Regions from separate parts of the Mus musculus genome. Here all the other regions are linked to region 1. A link is a contact called in public HiChIP or PLAC-seq data. All regions are on one chromosome and are shown on one strand. The core of a region is the stretch at or near the end of the contact, and the rest is flanking DNA. Distances in the headings are between cores, read along the strand shown.

Region 1 (2,700 bases), core at 143-2,642:
CTCTCTCTCTCTCTCTCTCTGTCTGAATTTTTTTTATTATGTTATTCCTTATATCTTGTAATGTAAATTGTTTTTGTAAAACAGTGTATACATACTATTGAAATTCAACTTGGAGTTTCCCAGCATTTGTTGTTAAGGTGCCCCGCAGAGCCCCATATGCAATGGATGCTTACAGTGTAAGCTTCACTTTCCCAGGTGGCACCTCATTGTCCCTACTGTCGTTCATACAGGCTGCTTCTCAGCCTGGTATTGAGAGGTCTTCTACAGCAGCCCTCACTTACGCTCCACTGGCCTTGCCTCGGTTTTGCTCAAAGGTTCTCAGTGTTGAGGACCCGACAGGACTTACAAGTGAAATCTGTAGTGGAGTGGGTGTGTGGCAACGTCCCCACAGACTTCCGCGTGCAGTGCGCACTGACTCCCAAAGCGGGCATGTGTGACGCCCATATTGGTCTCCACACTTGCTTAGTCTGTGGTTTCATTCGTTTCAGTGCATCTGTTGGCTTCTCCCAGCAGCACAGCTCAGAAATGCAGCCTACAGAAAACTGTCTTTGCTGATTCCCTGAACTCACCCATGTTCTACACGCCTTCCTGCTCGCTCTTTAGTTTTTAAAATCTGGTCCATCCTTCCGGGACCATCTAAAGCGCCAGCACTGCCGTAGGGCCTGTCCCAACTCCCGGTCTTCCCACGGAAACTTGATGGAGGATCTTGATGTTTGTTCTGGTGTTTCCTGAATCTTTGTTATCTTTGTTTCGTTTGCTCATGTGGGCATTTTCCTTAGCTCTTCTTATTAAGCTAAATCTTGTGAGAAAGGATACATTTACTTTGGACACTGCTGAGCTCTTATTTTTTTTTTACTTGTAGTAAGGCTCAGGTAGATACAGAGTTGAAGCCAATCAGGATGCCCTTAAAAGGACCATGTTTAATCATTCTCAAATATATATATTTAATATACGTTGTGTTGCTATGTTCTCTGTACTTGAGTTTTCAGTGTTGAGAAAAACCATTTAGAGCAAGAATACTTTTGCTTTCAGGATTGGCTCTATCAAGTCTATCTGTAACTTTGTAACGGTCTTAAGTTACACGATCAAGATTGTTATAAGCAAATGGTATTAGCTCTACCTAGTTTAATGCCATCTCATCCGATGATGAGACACTGAGACACCATTATTACACCGTTCCTAGCAAAGACAATAAAAGAACACCTCTAAAAATTAGGGAGTTCATGTTGTGATTCTGAAGTTCACAGTTTTGGCTGGTCCTGTGCTTCAAAGAAAAAAAAAATCCCCTTTTTTTTTCTTTTTTTTTTTTTTTTTTTTGCCTCCTACTGACTTGCCAACCAAGAAAGGTCGGGGCGGCAGTAGGAGGCAGAAATGAAAGTAATTGTTTTCTTATGAGACACTAGGCTGCCACACAGTCTAAATTTCAAAATCATAGACCGGTTCTGCATCTCTTTTCACACCAGTCCTTTCGTTTCTGCCTCCTGCTGTTGCTCCTGTGTGGGTGGACCGACCACTTTCCCTGTTGGAAACAGGCAAGTGTCATCCCAGGCTTGGCTGCCTTGTGGCAGGCATATGGGGGGAAGGGAGGGGCTTTCCCCTTTCCTCCCCTCTGCCTTCAGACTGATGGTGTGAGACAGCGAAAGAAAGATTACCTGACAAGAGCTTATAGGCGTTATTGCTTATTAAGTCTTTGAGAAATGTTCCTGCTCTCCGTAGCATTTTAAAAGACAGGGAAGGACAGCCTGGGCTTAGGGTTGACAACCTCCCTTTGTTTTGTTCCACACCATTGGTCTGAATAATGGGGGTGATATGGTAACATATGGTTAGCCCAGTGACCCCTTCACTTTTGTAATGCTAATGGCAGCGTGGACACAAACAGAAACCTAAAGAAGTCAGCCTTCTGTGTGTCGCATGGACACCAGGTCTGATGGAGTGATGAGCAGTGTATGTTCTTAGCATGGCTCTCCTCTTCCTTACTCGAGAGGCGCCTATAAGCCCACACATAGCCTGGGACCTGTGCTTGCATTTTTAGTATGGTATGAAGCCCTTTGTGTTTAAGGTTTAGAATATGGAACTTGTGTGTTTTTATTTATTTATTTGTTTATTTGTTTATTTGCATTGCTGCTTCTCTAGTGAAGTTAAGGCAGATTTTTTTATTAGCTTTCTTGTTCTTCCCCCCTAGGTGGTACGCATTACCATCTAGAGAGCAGTGACTGGACATTTTATTTGATTCTTCTGTCTTTCATTACTCAGGTCTCTTGTAAGACAGTAGATTTCCCTTTTCCTCCTTTAATTCAGACTGTAAAAAACGTGGGGACAGAAAAGGTAAAATACTACAGGAAGATGACTGTTAAACAATGGAGTGTTATATTTACATTTTGGTAGAGGTTTATGACAGTTTGTGGCTATTTTCATTTTTAGATTTTAAATGAGGAGGGTTTAATGTTGCAAAAAATATGCATAATGTTGCATATTTTAATTCTAAAATTATATAACAGTAATCAGAGTGCAATGCTAAAAATTTCTAGGGATATTAATTTAAATAATGATCATAGGCTTGAGTTGTGGGGATTTCTACTTTTTTTTTTTATAATTTGAAATATTGTAATATCTGGGCTGTCTGTGAAAGAACATACACCAGAACTACATGTAAGAAACAGCCTGTACTTTCACAGTTTGCAGAATATGACGACACAATCT
Region 2 (2,700 bases), core at 141-2,640, 260 kb after region 1:
AACCTGTAGATCACTTTGAGTATTAGGGGCATTTTAATATTAACTTTTCTCATATGTAAATAAGGAATCTGTTTCTGTGTGTGTGTGTGTGTGTGTGTTTGTCATAATCCTGTTGAGATTGCAGGTGTATGCTACCATACCTTGTTTATGAAGTAGCTTTTAGTTATATATACTTATGCCATTTACCTCATTAACTCTACTAGTAAATATTTTATTCTCATTTGCAAATGGGATTGTTTTTAAATGTATTTTAAAATTATTTATTAGTGTATGGATAAAAATTATTTTTGCTTATTATTTATGTGACTTTTGTGGGTTTCTAGGCCTAATCTTATGTCATAGGTAGGCTTAAGATAAAAAACTTCTTACTTTATAATTTGAAAACCTTTACCATTTGAAAGTCTTTTTTTTTTTTTTTTTTTTTTTGCCTAATTATACTGACTAGGACTTGTCAGGTCCAAAGGAAAATCTACTTCTCCAAATTCCCATAGACAGAGGGGACAAATGACTATCTGTGGATCCTGTTAGCCTATGACTATCTGGACCCTATTAGCATACCAACGTATATGCTGGCCTCTAGGCTTCCTCATTATCATAAGTATCTGTTAAACATTTCAAAGTCCACACCAGCATCTTCTCTCCTTCCTCCTTAAACGTTGCCAGCTCAATGGTTCCCCTCCACCCCAGATATTAATTCTCTTTATAATCCTGCAATTTTTCTATGTTCTGTCTCTCTTTGCACCCCCCTCCCCCCGCTCTGGAGTCTTCTAGATGCCTCTGGCTGTTCTCTCTGCCCCCCTTCCCCTCACCTATCTAGAATAAAACCTTTCCCTTAACCATACCATAGAGTTGTCATATCGTCAATACATATGTTACTATATTGAAGAAAGTATTGGGGTGAGGGTTTGGAGATTTAGCTCAGTGGGAAAGCACTTGTTTACTAAGTGAAAAGATCTGCTGTGTTTGGTCTTCAGCTCAGGGGGGGGGTGGGGGAAAGTGCTGAGACAAGTCCCCTTGTACTTCTCCTGACCTTTAGAAAAGCCGTTTTGAGTTTTCTACCATCTAGTATAATTATCATGGGTCTCAAGGCTACTCAGCACGGAAAGTAAGGGGAAGAGTAGTGTTCAAGGACAGATACTTCCTCTGGGTCAGACATCAATCACTACTGCCTGGCACCATGGAGCAGAGTTTACCATGGTAACTGAGAGAATATCAGGACCTTGAAGTCTTGGCCATGAAATAAGCAAAATTAATACAGTGTTAGGCAGCTCTGTGGTAATGGAAACAGGCATGTTAACGCTCTCACAGAAGGGGGTTGGTGTCAGCAAATCCTCACCTGAGACTTCAGCCACAGCTCCTTCCTGCCCTGCAGCTGTCTGGGGGGTGGGGGCGTGTTAGAACTCATAGGAAGTGCAAGTTTGCCTGTGGTTGGGCTTTCAGTGATACAGCCTTGGTGAGCGATATATCCCCCATGCTGGTGGCACTCTTCTCTGCTATGGCTGCTTCTGAGTTCCCCATGTTTCTCTAACTAAACTCAATAAACTAATGTGGATAGAAGCGCTGCTCTGCTCTGTCATGGCCTTCTCTTGGTGGGTTGGATGTTTCCTCATAACTCTCTATCAAAAGCAATGCAGACAAGAGTGAAGAGTGAGATTGGTACACAATGGTGCTTTAAAAGAGATATACTGGACACTGGGCGTTAACTCTCTAAGAATACCAATAGCCCGAAACATCTGTCTTACACGTATATTTAAGTAGTGTTTTCTTGTATTTCCCTGCGTTTAAACAGAAGAATGGTACAAGAATATAGTGTTTCTTGTTTTTTTGTTAAAAATGCTCTATCAGTTTCATTTATTCTAAAACACATGGTCAGATCTTTCCTGTAAACCACTACTACCAGAAAAAGTACTTTCACAAATTCTGAATCTGAGAACATGTTTGCTTCTTTTACCACATCTACATCTGCCTATGCCTTTCTTTCAAGCTCACCATTAAAAACATTACCCCCACAAACCCTGTAATCATCTGTTTTCATTATGAATTAGCAGTTGTCTGCTTTCCCTTATTTCCAATAGAAATCTGAGATTGTGAAAGATGACCCCACTCAAGCTGTGATCACCTTGGTAAGAGAATCGAGCTTTTACTCACCACAGAAGACACGTTTAAGTGCCACGAGACAGTAGGCTTTGCCCTAAGGATTGTGTTAGCATCACTTATCAGCAAGCTATAGCACCCTACCAAGGAGGTGCCCCATAACTATGTGGCTATAACCTCTATCAGGACATTCCTTGCCCAGGGTTCAGGTTCATGTCTTCAAGTGTCTGGTTGTGCCCACAAGAAGCTTTCCAAGTGAAACACCAAAGGCCTTCCTGCAATCCTGTCTTTGCCTTCAGCCTGGTCAATGGAATATTCACTTTTGTCTATATTCTGCTGCAAGTCTTGCTGACTGAACTAGTTTTAAAGAAACTTCCATCATTTGGGGAGTGCTGTTTGTTTTGGTTGTTTACTGTTTTTTATTTGTTTGTTTTGTTTTTCTGAGACAGTATCTCACTGTGCATTCCAGGCTGGTTATGAATACCCTATGTAGATTATAGGCCTCCAGATGGGATTCCTCTTATCTCAGTCTCCCAGAGGAAGAAGTGTGAAAATCTTTTTAAACAGATCTTGATCTTACAGTTTTATTGCCCTGTAAATGCCAGA
Region 3 (2,700 bases), core at 174-2,673, 410 kb after region 1:
AATAACTACAATATCCAGAGGAGTGATACAACTTAACTCTTACGACTTTCAAAGATTATTATGTTGCAGGCATTCTAGACATTGACCAGTATGAGAAAATATAAAAATAAAATTGATGTTAGAGAAGTGAAGCCATTGGGCCTACATCTGTATGCAGCATAAGGGAAGGGGTGATTAAACACCACACAAGAATTATCATGTTGCTGATACTTCATGCAGAAGTACAAATTAAAATGAATTGTTCTAAGAGCAGATCACTGAGTGTTAAGCTGGTCAGGGATGAATATAGAAAGAAACATTAAGCAAAAACAGGCTGATATCATATATAAGTATATGGACAAAGTACCATAGTGGCTGAAGTTGTTGACATGTAGGTGGGCTTTGAAGACTGTGTAGAAGTTGGCTTCATTCAGAGAGAAAGAGTCTAGGATACAGAAAAAAAATACTTAAACGTTAGAAGAGTGGACTTTTCTGTATACACAGTAACATGTTGTGATTCATATGCAGTTAGACAGAGACAGTAAGATGGGTCTGAGTGTTTCACAAAGGCCACTCGCTACACTTGAAGGCAATGAGAAATGAATATCATCAAATGGTTTGGGAGAAAAACATATGATCAAGATGAAGGTGAGGATGAATAATAAGGAATTAGAAAGGCCCATACATACCAGGAGAGGGTGTAGAGGATGTGGGAGAAAGAGGAGTATAAGAGGAAGAGGAAGAGGAAGAGGAGGAGGAGGAGGAGGAGCAGTTTTCAGAAAATTCAAATACTTTTCAGGTTAGAAGACAAGAGGGAATGGCTGAGAATGGAACTGGAGGGGCAGAGAAACCAATGTATGGAAGACTCTGTGAACACTCTAAGAACAGAGAGGCCATAGGTAGCTCAGAATTCCAAATTATGTAGGACTATAGCTGTTGTTGCTTTGCTTCTATAAGAAGTAAGAATTTCCAAAGGGAAATGAAGAGCACAGAGAGGAAACCAGTCAACTCTGCATGAAGAACAGCAGTAGAATCATAGTGGGCTGTGGCAGAGCTCACTAGGGGCTGGGTTTGCAAGTACCGTAGCTGAAGGCCACGATCCACAATAGGATCCATTTTCTAATTCCACCTAAAAACATCAGCCTCAGAAGAACAAGGATAAGACAAGAAGTGGAGAGGAAAAGGAAGCCCTTTGGGTAAAGTGGTTTCATCATTTATGAAACTATTTATGAAAATAACCCCCAAAGGTAAATTTTTACATGTTTAATAGCTTCTAAAAATGAATTAGGCAGCTTGATGAGTTGCAGATCCAGCCGTGTGGCAGAGCACACTTTATGAGAACGGAAGGCAGAGAGCATAAAAGAAGGCACTGGGTGTCGGTGGGTGGGTGTGAGCCTGGAAGAGGCTGGCAGACAACCAGAGCCAAGCACATGGCCAGGGACAGAGAAGAATCTTCAGCCTCAGCTCTAAGAATTCGTCACTGCCAAACTCTCACATCTACCACAGTTTGAACCTTGATAATGAGCTTATTCAGTTTTGTGGTTACTATGCAACCATTTGCATATTTCTTTGTAACATCTGCCTAGTGTGCCAGTTTGAGATGCTATTTCAGCCATGGTATTTGAAGCAGAACCCATTTCTGGTCCAGGATTTTTTTCTCCACAGAGCAAATGATCAGCATATCTCTTAAGTATGTGTGCAGAGAGACACAACAAAGAGAGCTATAAAAGTCAGGGTTTGTTTTAAGTGAAACCTAGAGACATCGTTGTCATTGAGTCTTAAAGACTACTAAATGATTATACATGATTATACTTCCGTTCTCCTCAGTCCTTATGCTCAGCATCTCGAGAATCTTATTTGTATAAATACTGCATTTTAATTATCTATGTACATGGACTTTCTTCTACACTTTAGTGAAAGGATACTAACCATCCTCCATTAGATGACCCTGAATCCAGGCACATAATGACAGTACCAAGTAGACTGAGTGGGTTTTAAAACAAAACAAATGGCTCATGAAATTGGGAGGGAGTAGTGGAGAGACATCAAAAGCAAAGGAGCAAACAATTAGCTTGCATGTATGAAATTCTAAATAACAAAAATAACTGATATGATTTTGTTTTTCTCCTGTAAGAGTTTTGATTTAGAGCTTTCAAAATATTTTCTCCATGTTAAAATAACATAGGTTTTCCACTTTGAGTTAGCACTTAAGATTTATTTATCTCAGGAACTTTTCTAGAAATGTAGACATGTGTAAGGTGGTTCTGCAGAGAGAGTAACCCTGGCATAGCTCAGAGAGGGTATGCAGTGGGCATGTTCTAAAATGTCAAGTAAAATGTTCCTGTTGATGTTCTCAGGTTTTCTTTTTTAAAGAATCAACACTGTCAGCATAGATCTCTGTGAAGGAATATTTATAATCACTGAGCAGCAGCTTATGGTTTAGTAGGTATAAAAACACAGTTTCCTAAATATAGACCTGCTTAGCTCCTGACTGACGGCTTAGTAATTAAACAGCAATCACTGAAATATGTGAGACAGGAATGTAAAAAACTGTGAACACCCATGGGTCTTAAAACAAAGCAAACTGGAGCAGAGACTGAAAAACACACATTAGAGTATTAGTTGAGATATAATATGTTATATATATTAAAATCTGATTTGGGGAGAGTTAATTATAATGGAGATGAAAATAGAAAATAGGTCTTTGTCTACTCTTTCTTT
Region 4 (2,700 bases), core at 57-2,556, 430 kb after region 1:
CTATGTTTGTCCCCTGCTTAATTACATAGAAAATACAGAGAAGAATGGCTGCCTTGTATGGCTTACTGAGATGGCTAAATTAAAAACAACTGTTGGCCAAGTGACACTGGCATTGTCTGATTGTGATAGGATTTCAGTGAGTTGTTTACACTCTGTGTTCCATCAGTGGATGGAAGCAAGAAGGACCACTTCTGATAGTTCCCTCATTTTTTCTTAGTTCTCTATTTGTGTGTGTGTGTGTGTGTGTGTGTGTGTGTGTGTGTGTGTGTGTGTGTGTGTGTTTGTGTGTGTGTGTGTGTATTACTGGAGAAGGATCCCAGACGTTCTCACATGGTAGTCAAATGCTCTCCACTTCAGAACTCTTACCTTGTATGTTTTTCCCTCGAGACACAATATTACCAAGTTGCCCAATCTGGCCTTGGATTCACTCTGCAGCCCAGTCTGGTTTTGAAATTGTGACTCTAACTGGGATTACATGGCTATGCTACCGTGCACAGTTTATGTAACATTGATCAGAACTCCTTTGTCATTACAGACCAGATCATATACCTAGAATTACCATTCTAGGGTAGAATATACCATTTATACCATTTATAGAATGGACATAGTAGATGCAATCCTCCATTTTTATTGATGCCCACTGATATTGCCACACTAAGAAGAGAAAGCGTGCATGCTGCTCTGGCTGCCTCTTTTGTGTTTATCCACTGGTCCCACTTTTGTACAGCCTTTGGGCTCATGGAGGGAAGTTATGCAGATATACATTCCAAATCTTCAAAACACTCCCTCTTCTTTTTAGGCTAGTACCCAGAGTAAGTATTATTTCCTCTATTCTGCTCCCACTCTTCTGTCCTTGCAAAGCAGACAGACTTAAATCCCCTCATGGGATCCACGGGGTTCTCTTTCTTTCCTTTTGTTTTGGAAGGGAGGTTGGTGGTGGAATAGATGATATTTAAAGCCCAAATATGTCCTTTGAAATGTCATTTCCACTCAAACTGATTCCTACTTTTTCTTAAATCTCTGATGGCAGACTTAGGGGTGTGACTTCAAGGTAACTTTGATTTGCAAACATTTAAACATTTCCAGTTGTAAAAGAAACATATTGGGAAAGGTAAATTCGGTTAACAATACACGTGTTAGAATAACAGAGCTTTGAAGATCAAGGGCTCTGTCATCTCCATGTTCACGTGTTTAATGTATCTAGTCAATTCCGCTGGTAATTCACAACAGGATTATAATGGGGAAATGCTCACCAGGTGATGATTTACAGATTTCTGGTTCTCTGGTGCCATCTACTGAAATATTGCTAAAGAAAAAAAAAGACAGGAAAATTGTGTAACCAGAAGAGTAGAAGATTCTGTAACACATAGACACACTGAGTGTCTATGCTTGTGTGTAGAGTGCCCTGATTGTGTGTGTGTGTCTATACTTGTTGCATTTACAAATTTTAGAAAAAGACTTTAAAATCCATATTTTAGAAAAGTGATTTTCTTCCACTTTACTGTCATCTACCTGTAAACGTACTGTTCTTAATTTACACGCCTACTTCATGTATTTTTTCTTCAGCTATTGTTATTTTTTCTAAATTTTGTTCATACATATGGGTTTGTGTGTATGTGTTTGCATATGCGTATGTGTATGTGTATATGTATACATACACAAAACACACATATACATATATATACAGACATTCATATATATATGTGTGTGTGTGGAGAGAGAGAGAGAAAGAGAGAGAGAGAGAGAGAGAGAGAGATGAGATGTTACTTTTACTAACACTTCATCCTATTTGCACTGGTTATGAGTCACTTTGCAAAGGTTTTATTTCTCAATACCAGATGTATTGACAGCAGATGGGTTGCTTTGGGTGGATAGTGCTGCTGCTATAGAGGGAGCTGATCAGAATGCTACTTAGACTCATTTGCTCTGCAGGGCCCCAGCAGGTTACTCTGTGACCCTGTAAGCAGTCAAATGGAAGGCCATGTGCTAACTAAATGCACCCCCCACCCAGTCATTTCAGGTTTTTCTGTGTAACAATAAGGATCCTCGAAGGCTATGTCTACTTATGATTTTGGTGATAATCTATTCAGGTAATTTAGAAAGATTTCCAGAAACATGACAGACACATCTCTAACTGTTGTAGATCTTAAGTAGCACAACTCCTATAAATATTCATGTGAAGCCCTCTGCCTTCCAGTGTATTTGATATGTAAAGTATCCACAGAGGTAGCTGTTAGTATATGCAAAAGATCTTAAATAACATGGGCGTGGATGGCTTTCAGATAGTGGCTTTATAACTAGGCTATCTCTGTAGGGCAACTTTACTGCATTTCTGCCTTAAGATTCATAGTGTTTCTTTTGTGTTTTTTCCTTTAATGGGTAATACCTGGGAGATATTTATGTGTACTTTGAATCTTTATTGCCGAGGAGAATTCATAGTTTCTTAAAGTGATTAGTTTATACTCTAGATGATTTAAAAAATTATTTGGAGTTATTTTTAAAAGAATTTTTGACAGGTTAATCTTTTTCCATGCTGTTTATCATGTCGAATAAGAGAGCTACTGGTATTGAAAAATCTACCTGGAAGGACTTTGTAAACAAAACAAGCAATTTTGGTCTTATATTGGCTCTAAACCGTAGTTCTGAAGTACTGCAATTTTATTTCAAATAAGGTTAAGGTGTGTGTGTGTGTGTGTGTGT

The links. HiChIP or PLAC-seq counts read pairs in DNA pulled down with a chosen protein or histone mark.
Region 2: a contact with region 1 is called in a BATF HiChIP or PLAC-seq map of CD8 T cells, with 5 read pairs. The contact joins two enhancer-like sites. A contact is called at or near these places in 2 of 484 Hi-C or Micro-C datasets (the HL-1 cell line and regulatory T cells), 2 of 115 datasets of contacts at active chromatin or transcription factors (CD8 T cells and effector CD8 T cells) and 1 of 9 other capture datasets (embryonic stem cells).
Region 3: a Foxp3 HiChIP or PLAC-seq map of regulatory T cells shows a contact between it and region 1, with 9 times the contacts expected there. The contact joins two enhancer-like sites. A contact is called at or near these places in 2 of 115 datasets of contacts at active chromatin or transcription factors (microglia and regulatory T cells).
Region 4: a contact with region 1 is called in an H3K27ac HiChIP or PLAC-seq map of microglia, with 5 times the contacts expected there. The contact joins two enhancer-like sites. A contact is called at or near these places in 1 of 15 datasets of contacts at CTCF or cohesin (large pre-B cells), 8 of 484 Hi-C or Micro-C datasets (B cells, CD4 T cells, bone marrow-derived macrophages and 5 more) and 4 of 115 datasets of contacts at active chromatin or transcription factors (effector CD8 T cells, large pre-B cells, memory CD8 T cells and 1 more).

The regions. Positions count from the first base shown.
Region 1 is chr1:138,558,658-138,561,357 of GRCm38.p6, reverse strand. The region is part of intron 2 of Nek7 (NIMA (never in mitosis gene a)-related expressed kinase 7); the gene reads left to right. Among named protein-coding and RNA genes, the nearest start is that of Nek7, 60 kb to the left of the region's middle. Within about 2 kb of position 1,392, at least 60 of the 459 cell types and tissues checked have an H3K27ac peak or open chromatin away from gene starts, as enhancers often do. A contact at or near this core is called in CD8 T cells, effector CD8 T cells, microglia and 1 more, where this site is marked.
Region 2 is chr1:138,298,366-138,301,065 of GRCm38.p6, reverse strand. No RefSeq gene overlaps it. Among named protein-coding and RNA genes, the nearest start is that of Atp6v1g3, 26 kb to the right of the region's middle. Within about 2 kb of position 1,390, at least 72 of the 459 cell types and tissues checked have an H3K27ac peak or open chromatin away from gene starts, as enhancers often do. A contact at or near this core is called in CD8 T cells, effector CD8 T cells and regulatory T cells, where this site is marked.
Region 3 is chr1:138,147,809-138,150,508 of GRCm38.p6, reverse strand. The region is part of intron 1 of Ptprc (protein tyrosine phosphatase, receptor type, C); the gene reads left to right. Among named protein-coding and RNA genes, the nearest start is that of Ptprc, 26 kb to the left of the region's middle. Within about 2 kb of position 1,423, at least 73 of the 459 cell types and tissues checked have an H3K27ac peak or open chromatin away from gene starts, as enhancers often do. A contact at or near this core is called in regulatory T cells, where this site is marked.
Region 4 is chr1:138,128,922-138,131,621 of GRCm38.p6, reverse strand. The region is part of intron 1 of Ptprc (protein tyrosine phosphatase, receptor type, C); the gene reads left to right. Among named protein-coding and RNA genes, the nearest start is that of Ptprc, 45 kb to the left of the region's middle. Within about 2 kb of position 1,306, at least 16 of the 459 cell types and tissues checked have an H3K27ac peak or open chromatin away from gene starts, as enhancers often do. A contact at or near this core is called in microglia, where this site is marked.